Linked DNA regions of Sus scrofa: region 1 is linked to region 2. The links are chromatin contacts, called in public promoter capture Hi-C maps. All regions are on one chromosome and are shown on one strand. Each heading gives the region's core, a stretch centred on a gene start, on an enhancer-like site or on the middle of the called end of the contact. The rest is flanking DNA. Distances are from core to core; before and after follow the strand shown. Region 1 holds the start of TRIOBP (TRIO and F-actin-binding protein). Region 2 overlaps TRIOBP (TRIO and F-actin-binding protein).

Region 1 (4,714 bases), core at 1,535-4,034, 33 kb after region 2:
AAATTGCGAATCTGATCGATCATGTCACTCCCCTGTTTTAAATCTTCAGTGGCATCCCGTGCCTCTCAGAAGTCCCAGTCCTCAGTATATCCATAAGTCCCACAGGGCCGGTGAGACACAGCCTTCACTCCACTCTCCATCCTTGTTCTGTACCACCTCCTTTCTGCCTCAGGGCCTTTGCACATACGTTCCCTTCCTCTCCTCTTGCCCCAACTTCACTGGCCACGGCCTCAAAGCCTCTATCAAGCAGCTAAAATATCATCTCCGTGGAGAAACATCCTCCAGTGCCCTATCATTTACCCTCAAGCCACTTGCTGTTCCTTTACAACATTTATCACAACCATGATTAAATAATTATTTGCATCATTACGTTCTGAGTCTCCATGTCTCTTGCTAGACGACAAGCCCCATGAACCAGGAACTGTGTCTGTGCTATTTATCCCTGTTTCCCCAACATCCAGCCTGATGCCTGGCACATTTGAAGCTCCTCTTCAATATATGTGAACATGTGAGCTGGCCCAAAGTCTCAGCTGGGAAGTGGTAGGACTGAAACCAGAACTCAGACCTGTCCGAACCCCAGTTTCTCCTCCTGCTCCACACTTGCCGTCTCTCCACCCACTGGGAGAAGGTCATTTGCATGGGAGGCGGACTCACAGGGTTTTCAGGCCTCTGTTCCCTGAACTTGAGACTGAGGACAGAGGAGCTGTGATTGGAGGTATCAAGACAGGTAGAAAAGAGTCTTTCAGGTTCATTTTTCTGGTGGGGAAGCAGGAGAGGAAACGAATGTATCCTGATTTAGCCACATGTGACTCGGGCTAAGCAGGGCCAGACGCCTTTAGGGAGAAGCACTGTTGCCCCACTTTACCCATTAGGAGAGGGAAACCAGAGAGGGCAATGACCCAAGGTCACACAGCAGGTAAACGGCAAACCTAGGACTGGAACGCTGGCCCGCCTGGCATTTACCCCAGGGCTTAGCCAAAAACCACACAATCACAAAGTGAGAAAATACCTCCCCTTCCTTCTTCAATACCTTCAAGGAGGAAGTCTCCAGAGGGTGGGGGGTACATTTAATCCCCAACACCCATCAGTCTCCCATTTTAACGGAGAGACAGCAGGATTTGATCAGAGCCTTTAGCTGACAACACATTCTTAGAATTTGATGATATTTCTGGGGTGTTTTTCTTTTTCTTTCTTTCCTTTTTCCCTTCTATATAAAGGACATCCTAGTTTTCTATTTGTGGTGGCAACGTGAAGTTCTCCTTTAGTATAAGGGGAAAAATGGTATTGATTTCAAGAACAATAATGTAAGTAATAGATTATAGGAGGATTGGCAAAAAAAAAAAAGTCATAAAAGGAAGAGAATGACTAGCCTTTGGGAAACTTTAACATGGTCCCACCACCCACTGTACAGATGGGAAAATTGAGGCTCAGCCCAGCAGGAAGGTCCATGTCTGAGCTCAGCTGCAAGTTGGTGGCCCAGCCAGCTTCCCTCTCCATCAAAGACCCCACCCCCCACCACCCCATCACAACCCCCCCACCCCCCGACCACTCAGGAAAGCCTGCCCACCTGGTGTCTTGCTCTGTGGGCCTCCTCAGGGTGGAAGCAGTTTTGACAGCAGCTCTGGGCAAGCATATTAGCCTCAAAGCGTTCAGAGGGGGCATTCCCAGCCACCCCCTCCATATCGGCCGGCCGGGGCAGCTCCTGGGATCCGATGGTGGGGCCTGGGAAGAATGGGGGGAAGGCAAAGGCCAGATGACTGGCTGGCAGCCCACCCAGACTCCAGTCCCAGCCCCAGACAGACAAGAACCAAGGAAATGAGGTTATCCATCAATTCTTCCAGCTGTTCATTTATTCACTCAACAAACACTCATGAAGCATTTCCTAAGCACCAGGCACTCTGCCAAGCATTTGACATGTGATTTCTAGTCATGACTGCAGTGTTGCTCGAAGTGTATTTTGAGGACCCTGCATTATTAGACTCAGCTGAGCTGCTCATAAAATGCATATTCCCAGTTCCCTCCCAGCTCCACCCAGCAGAATCTCTGAGGTGACGCACTTACACAAGGCATATATACAATGCGTTTTATACACGTCTCCTAGGTGATTCCAACGAACCCCAAAGTTTGAGTGCCCTTGCCTTACAGTTATCCTGCGTTGTAGATCAAATTAATGCCAATTTCAGATAAAGCAACTAAGTTCCACAGAGGTTCCATAACTTGTTCAAAGCCCCAATGGCTGGACTAGATTAAAACCCTGGCTGTGTGTCTCCCCACCCTCTCAGGGGTGGACGTGAGTGACACTGGATCCCACTGCCAACTCACACAGGACCCTTGGGAAACACTGGGAATGAGGCAAGAGGCCAGTGAGGTATTTTCGGAGGTGAGGACAAAATCATGGATGAAAGGGAAAACATAAGGTCATACAGCGAGTGTGGCAGAGCTTAGCCAAAGAGAGAGCCTGGTGATGGGACTTGAGCTCAGGACTCCAGGGCCAGGCCTTGAGGAGGGGAAGCCCTGTCAGAAGAGTGACTTGAAGATGCCCTCCTCAGCCCAGAGCCCCAGGAGGGGGTGGGAGGGAAAGGAATCCACACCCAAACACGCCCGCACCTTACCGTGCCCCCAGGTCACTTGCTCATACCTGTGCAGCTTCCTCCAAAGCGTCCCAGGGGATCCGGCCTTAGCTGCCAATCTCAGCGGAGAGCGAGGGAATTTCACGTTCTCCCCTGGGGCCACCAGGGAGAAGATTCCTGGCTCCTTCACCATCAGACCTGGGGAGGTGGCAAGGCACGGTGGGGGTTGGGGGGCTCTCACTGGCCCTTCGGCGCCCCCCCCTCCCCGAGGTCTCCGTCGACGCGTCGTCTCCCCGCTCCTAGTGGTGGAGGGGGCGGGGTGGGGGGAGCGCGTCGGTCCGGCCCAGCCTGGGCGGTTCATTCCCAGTCGCGCCACATAAAGAAGCATCGCTTCAGACGGAGAACGGCCGTTTATTTCCCTAGGGGCAAGTGTGGGGGGCTCCACTACTTGTGCCCCTCACCGCTCCCGCTTCCTCCTCCCCACTCCCAGCCAACCGGCAGAATTCTTCTCTAAAATGCACTTTGGGTGTGGATATAACAATGAAAAACCTTCGGTGGACACACATGCCCCACCCGGAGAATGGACCCCTGGACCTCTCCATCCAGCCATTCAGCCAGTCCCTCCCAGAGTCCCTCACCCCCTCTACCTTTCCCCACTTGCCTCCACTCTCTTCCAACCTCTCGGCTCGTGGCGCTGACCTCGGCTCGGGTTTCCACACACAGGGGGGTGCGGGGGTGGGGTGCCAGGGGTCATAGCCTCTCTATTTTAACAATGAATCAGAACGTTGCCCGGGAGGGGGATGAAGACCACGCCCCCTCCGCTCTCGCATAGGCTCGATCTAGGTGCTTCATTTACATGAAGAGTGTAGGATTGGACAACCCGAGGACAAGGGGAGGGGCGGAGGCGGGCGGCGCCCAGATGCCTCAGAGTGCGGGACCCGCCGCACGTTTAGCCTGAGCAGCAGTGTCTGGGTTCCCAAGGGGCTCTTGAGAGGCCTGGTACTGGCGGGTCTGGCCTCTTCTAATCTCTTTCCCTTCCGTTCAGTCCCGCTACAGTCCCCTAGGCTGGCTTTAGCGCAGACCTTAGGCTAGAGACTTAACCTCCCTGGGCCTCAGTTTTCTTATCTGTAAAATGGGGCTTCTAATGGTACTTGTGAGGATGAAATGAAATGCCTAGGATTTTTGACCATTTGCGCATCCATTCGCACACTTCCACTGAAGCGGAACTCAGTCACGAAATGCACAGCTCTTTCCTTGAAAAAAAAAAAAACAATCTGCTTTTAGAGTTCCCTGGTGGCTCACTAGGTTAAGGACCCAGAGTTGTCACTGCTGTGGCTCAGGTTGCCACTGTGGTGCATGTTCGATCCCTGGCTGGGCAACTTCCATTTGCTGTGGGCATGGCCAACAAAATAAAACATAGCAGTTTTTGCTGTGGCTCAGCAGGTTAAGGACCTGACATCTTTGTGAGGATGCAGGTTTGATCCCTGGCCTTGACCAGTGGGTTAAGGATCAGGTGTCGCCATGGCTGTGACATAGGGTGCAGATGGAGCTCTAATTCAACCCCTGGCCTGGAAACTTCCATGTGGCCCACCCTGCAGCCATAAAAAGAAAAAGTAATAGTAAATAAAAATAAATTTAAAATCTGCCTTTTTTAAAGCTAGCACTCTGCACTATGTGCCAGGTCCTATTTCAAATCTTTATATTTACAGGTTACAGGTTGCATAGTAATCTGAAGGATTAAGTACCAGCATCCTCATCTCATAGCAACTAGGATCAGGGAAATTAACTAACTCGCCTACGCCACACAGCTAGTAAGTGGCAAAGTCAAGACTAAAATCCTGGTGGGTCTGGACTCTACCTGCCACTACAGAGCCTCTTTGTTCACTAATTCGCTCAGACATTCATAGGTGCCTGGTACATACCAGGCCTGTGCTGGGCACCAGGGAAATGGCAATATGAATGAAATATGGCTCCTTGTGAAAGAGAAGCCTACTGACCAGTGGGAGAGATGGACCCCTGAACAGGTCATCCTGGCCCAGGATGGAACAGGTGAAAGCACACCTTCATAACAAGGATAATAATCTTTCTGCTCAGTCGCAATTACTGTAAACAAAACAGAGAGTAGCGAGTCTCTAGTACTTCCT
Region 2 (4,342 bases), core at 535-3,034:
TTCCTTGTGGGCGGGCGCAGAGTGGGTTTTGTTCTATCTTGTAGGCCAGCCCTGGGCCTCAGCCCACACCAGGTCCTTAGTAAACACTGGTCAAGTGAACAAATGCACAAAAGCTTCTCTACCGCAGCTTGTCCTGGTAGGACAGGGATGACACAGCCTCGGGGACCCAGAAGTGACTTATCAAACAGAGCCACCAAACGCTGGGATTATCCATTCTCAAACTGTTTCTCCACTGAGGATAATGATATGAGGCTCAAAGAAGGGAGATAATGGCCCAAAGTCACACAAGTTAGGGGCAGGGACAGAACTCTAGTCCAGGCTTCCTGGCTCTTGACCTGGGACTAATTTCACTCTCTAGCCCAAAAAATGTTTGAAGCTGCTCTAAGCAACTGTCTGGGAGGCTCCACCAGTAGTTCCATCTCTCAGCTCCTGATTTGCCTCTTTCCCTGATAAGAGAACAGCTACAAACTCATTGAGCCTCAGTTGCCACATCTGTCTAATGGGGAAAACCTACCAGAACTCTCGGGGCTGCAAGAAGGATTGAGGGAGATCAGGATGCACAGAGGTGGAGGGGGTGGTGAAGTCAGCCAGAGCAGGGTTCAAATCCTAGCTCTCCCTTTTGTGTGACCCAGAACAAGGGAGTTGCCTTTCTTCATCTATAAGTGGACAATACGAACTGAATGGTGAGGAATCCATGCAGCCAGGGATGCCATGTGCTGGACACAGAACTGGGCACATAGTAGGTGCACAATAAATGCTGACTATCATCACCATCAATATCATCCCAGAGCCCATTTCCCCATTTCTCCCCCCCCCCAAACCAGGAACTTAGCTGCCCCCTCCCGCTGGAACGACTGTGTTGCAGTGACCTTTAGTTAGGCTGATAAGGTAATTCCCGCCCATGGCTTCAAGATACCACCCTCCTGCCCAGAAAAACCACACGTTTGCCTGGTTATCCTTGTGCCTTAACCCCCAAAGAGCAGCAGAGAGGAAATTATGAAGGGGATGGTTGCTCTGATTTATCTTGCTGCGCTTTCATTATTAGTATATAGAAATGGAGTGGATGGGAGTTCCCGTCGTGACTCAGTGGTTAATGAATCCGACTGGTATCCATGAGGATTCAGGTTCGATCCCCAGCCTCGCTCAGAAGGTTAAGGATCCCGCGTTGCTGTGGCTGTGGTGTAGGCCAGCAACTGTAGCTCCGATTCGACCCCTAGCCTGGGAACCTCCATATGCCGTGAGTGTGACCCTAAAAAGACAAAAAAAAAGAAAGAAAGAAATGGATGGAAAAGTTAGTGTTTGGACACCACCTCTCCCCCCATCACGCCTCTGTGCATCCTGATTTCTCTGAGCCCTTCCTGCCACCCTGATCTGATCGGCTCCATAGATTTTTTTCCCCATTAGGCAGATGTGGCTGCTGCGGCTTGGTGCATCTGGCTGCAGCCATTCTATCCAGGCATAAGGAAAATCAGCAAGAGGCTGGCTCCTCTAAACCCTAGCTGGGCAACCCTGGGCATGTCAGCCTCACCTCCCTGGGTCTCAGTCCTTCATCTGTAGAATGGGTATACTTTCACCTGCCCGCCAAGCACCAGCCCCCAAGCCAATGAGAGTACAACGGTCAGCCTGTCACTGAGACAAGAGACCCCACAAGCCTGCCTGTGGCCCCTGGAGGTGGCTGGGCCTCTTCCCTCCCATTGTGGAGGGGGCAGGAGAGAGCAGGTCACAGCTGCCTCCCCTCTCTGCCCTGGAGGAAACCCTGAACCAGAGGCCTGAGTGTTTACAGCCCTCTCTGGGCAGGCGATGGGTTACGTAATGCCAGATGTTTGTGCAACTGGCCTGGGCCCAGGTCTGAGACACGCTCTGCAATCCGGAGCCCCTCACCGGCCCCCTTCCCTCTCCCCCTTCCCCCAGTCTGGCTCCCCTCGGCCTGTTTGCTGATTGGGAGCTTTCGGCTGCGTGGATTATTCCATCACCCTTACCCTGAAAGCTGAAAAGGGCCCCAGCCTGGTCCTGCAGGTGAGACACCCCACTCACTTCAGAGACCATGGGGGCCTCAAATCGCGCTCTCTCGGCCCCGCCTCACTCTTCTTTGACTAACACCAGCCTCTTCCCTCCCCTCCCCCCTCTCCCCACCCTCACCCCTCCCGCCCCACTGGAGCCAGCCTACCCTTTGCCACCTGAGGACCCCCAGAGACAGCAGGAACGGATTGAACAGCGTGGGACGGTCCCCGGGCATCCGCCATGAGGTCACCAGTCGGCCCTTGAGCGGGCTCCCGGCCTTGCCCTCTGCTGGCCTCTTGTCTGCCTGTCAAACAGGGTCCAGTGTTGGTCCCCAAGTCCCTTTGATGGGATGGGGGAGTCTCTGACGACAGCCTCCCCTGCCCGTGCTGCCATGCCCACCTCAAAGGCCCTGGGTCCCCATCTTTCTTGTCCACACCGCGTGGTGTCGGCCGACAGCTCTCCCGGGGCTCGGCACCCCTGGGGATGAGCAGGAGGGGCTTGGGGACCACAGATGTGTGTTCAGCCCGCATGGGGTTTTCAGATTATTTGTATCACGTTCCAGTATTAAATAATCAAGAGGTTTAGTCTATAACTACATACTTCCAGCTGCTCTTGAAATGTCTAAAGATGGAGAAACTCTGGGCCCCTCTTTCTTCTCCCAACAACCATGGGAGCCAAGGGCTCACCCATGGGCCTCCTAACCCCGGGGCCCCCCATCCGCCTCTCTCCTCACCTTTGTGAAGGAGTCACAGGCGTCTACAGCCACACCCAGCAGAGCCCCCAGGCGCACCCCCTTTGGAGTTGTCCTTGTTGGGGAAACTGAGACCCCAGTATGGCAGAGGCATTTGCCCAACATCACATAGCAGGTGACTGGCAGAGGCAGGACAGAGCTCAGCTGTCCCAACTCTCCAGAGTCCAGAGTCTCTGGACATGGGACATGAAGCATCAAAACACAGGTCCAGGGGGTTTTGGGGGGAGGAGGGTCCCCACTCTGTCACCACATCCCCATCACAGCCCTGACACTAGACCGTGGGCTCTGTGCCCGGGCTCCAGTTCACCTCTGGCCCACACCCAGGCACAAGTGCTCTCTGAGGGTTTGTGAGTGCCTGCCTGCCTGCATGCATGCTGCATGAAGGAGGCAGTTATCAATTCTGTCCAACCCAGGCTTCCCGGAGGTGGAGTGAGAGGTTTTCTATGTTGCTGGGGCCGGCCTATTTCATGATGACTGGAGGGGGACCCCTGCATTGCTATTTCCTCTTTGTTCACACACCCCAGGAAGTATGAGGAAATAATCCAGAAAGAGGAAGCGCAACGGTGCCAGAGTCCCTGTGAGAGCGGGCAGGGTGCTTAGTGACCAGTCCCCTGTCCTCTCCCATTTCACAGATGGCAAACCTGGCCCACCAAGCAGTTTAGGTTGCTGCTTCTATGGCGGGAGGCCACGCTGGCAATCAGGGCAGAGCCGGGAAGCGGCGTTGCTGGGAGTCCTGAGCCCTGGGTCCTAATTGGAGCCCAGCCACCGCCACCAACCAGCTATGTGATCTAGGACAACTGTCCTGCCCCTTGTTTCCCCATCTGCTCTTTATCCCCCCAGCTCTGACTAGCAGCAGGGCCAGATTTTGGGGCTCTGGGCTGCCAGACAGACGCCCCCCATCACACCCGGCTTCGAGGGAACAGCAGGACAGCAGGATTAGGAGAGCTCAGCCTCAAACAGCCCTGTCTCCTCCCCGCCTCCCGCTGCCCCAGGCCCTCGGCTCTGACCTCACCTCTCTGGAGGCTGCGGGTGATGAGAACAGTCTGTTTGGCAGGTCATGGGCAGGGGCGGGGCGGAGCAGCTGCTCCAGCTGCAGCCAGGCCTCAGGGCAGCCTCGGCGGGTCCCACCCTTGCTCTCCCGCCCCGCCCCGGGACCCTGGAGAGCCTCCAGGCCCAGCTGACTTCCGTACCCCCTTGGTGTTCCTCTGGCTCCGGCTCCTGGAAACCCTACCCTTTCTCCCAGCCTGGCCAGCCCTCCAGAACCAGAAGGACCTTGCCTTCGGAGAACATCAGGGCCAAACTGCCACTGGCCCAGGGAAGGGCAGTGACCTTTTCAGGGCATCCTAGCAAGTTGAAAGCAGAGCCCTGGACTTCTGACCCCAGGATTATCCACCCACCCAGGTTCCCGGGCCAAAAAGTGGCCCTTGCTGCCCAGCTCTTCTGGAATCCTTCTTCTGAAGGACCCCAAGGCAGAGCCAACCTTGGTCTGGATGATGCTGGAGCTCATCTGAGGACCTCGGCCCACCTCCAACCTGATGTCCCCTCCCTGTGTGCCCACACCCATGATCCAACTACCGAGTCTGCCTGCTT

What was found. Promoter capture Hi-C pulls out the DNA fragments that hold promoters and counts their contacts.
Region 1: a promoter capture Hi-C map of liver shows a contact between it and region 2, with 2.3 times the contacts expected there. The contact joins the promoter of TRIOBP here to the enhancer-like site in region 2. A contact is called at or near these places in 1 of 5 promoter capture datasets (liver), 11 of 47 Hi-C or Micro-C datasets (alveolar macrophages, blood, embryonic fibroblasts and 7 more) and 1 of 2 datasets of contacts at active chromatin or transcription factors (skeletal muscle).

The regions. Positions count from the first base shown.
Region 1 is chr5:10,129,884-10,134,597 of Sscrofa11.1, forward strand. It overlaps TRIOBP (TRIO and F-actin-binding protein), which reads right to left and starts at 2,785. Exons shown (of 23, transcript XM_021091502.1): 1 at 2,639-2,785; 2 at 1,568-1,722. The coding sequence starts at 1,681.
Region 2 is chr5:10,097,732-10,102,073 of Sscrofa11.1, forward strand. TRIOBP (TRIO and F-actin-binding protein) reads right to left here. Exons shown (of 23, transcript XM_021091502.1): 9 at 4,328-4,342; 10 at 2,168-2,305. Among named protein-coding and RNA genes, the nearest start is that of TRIOBP, 33 kb to the right of the region's middle. Within about 2 kb of position 1,785, at least 17 of the 83 cell types and tissues checked have an H3K27ac peak or open chromatin away from gene starts, as enhancers often do. A contact at or near this core is called in liver, where this site is marked.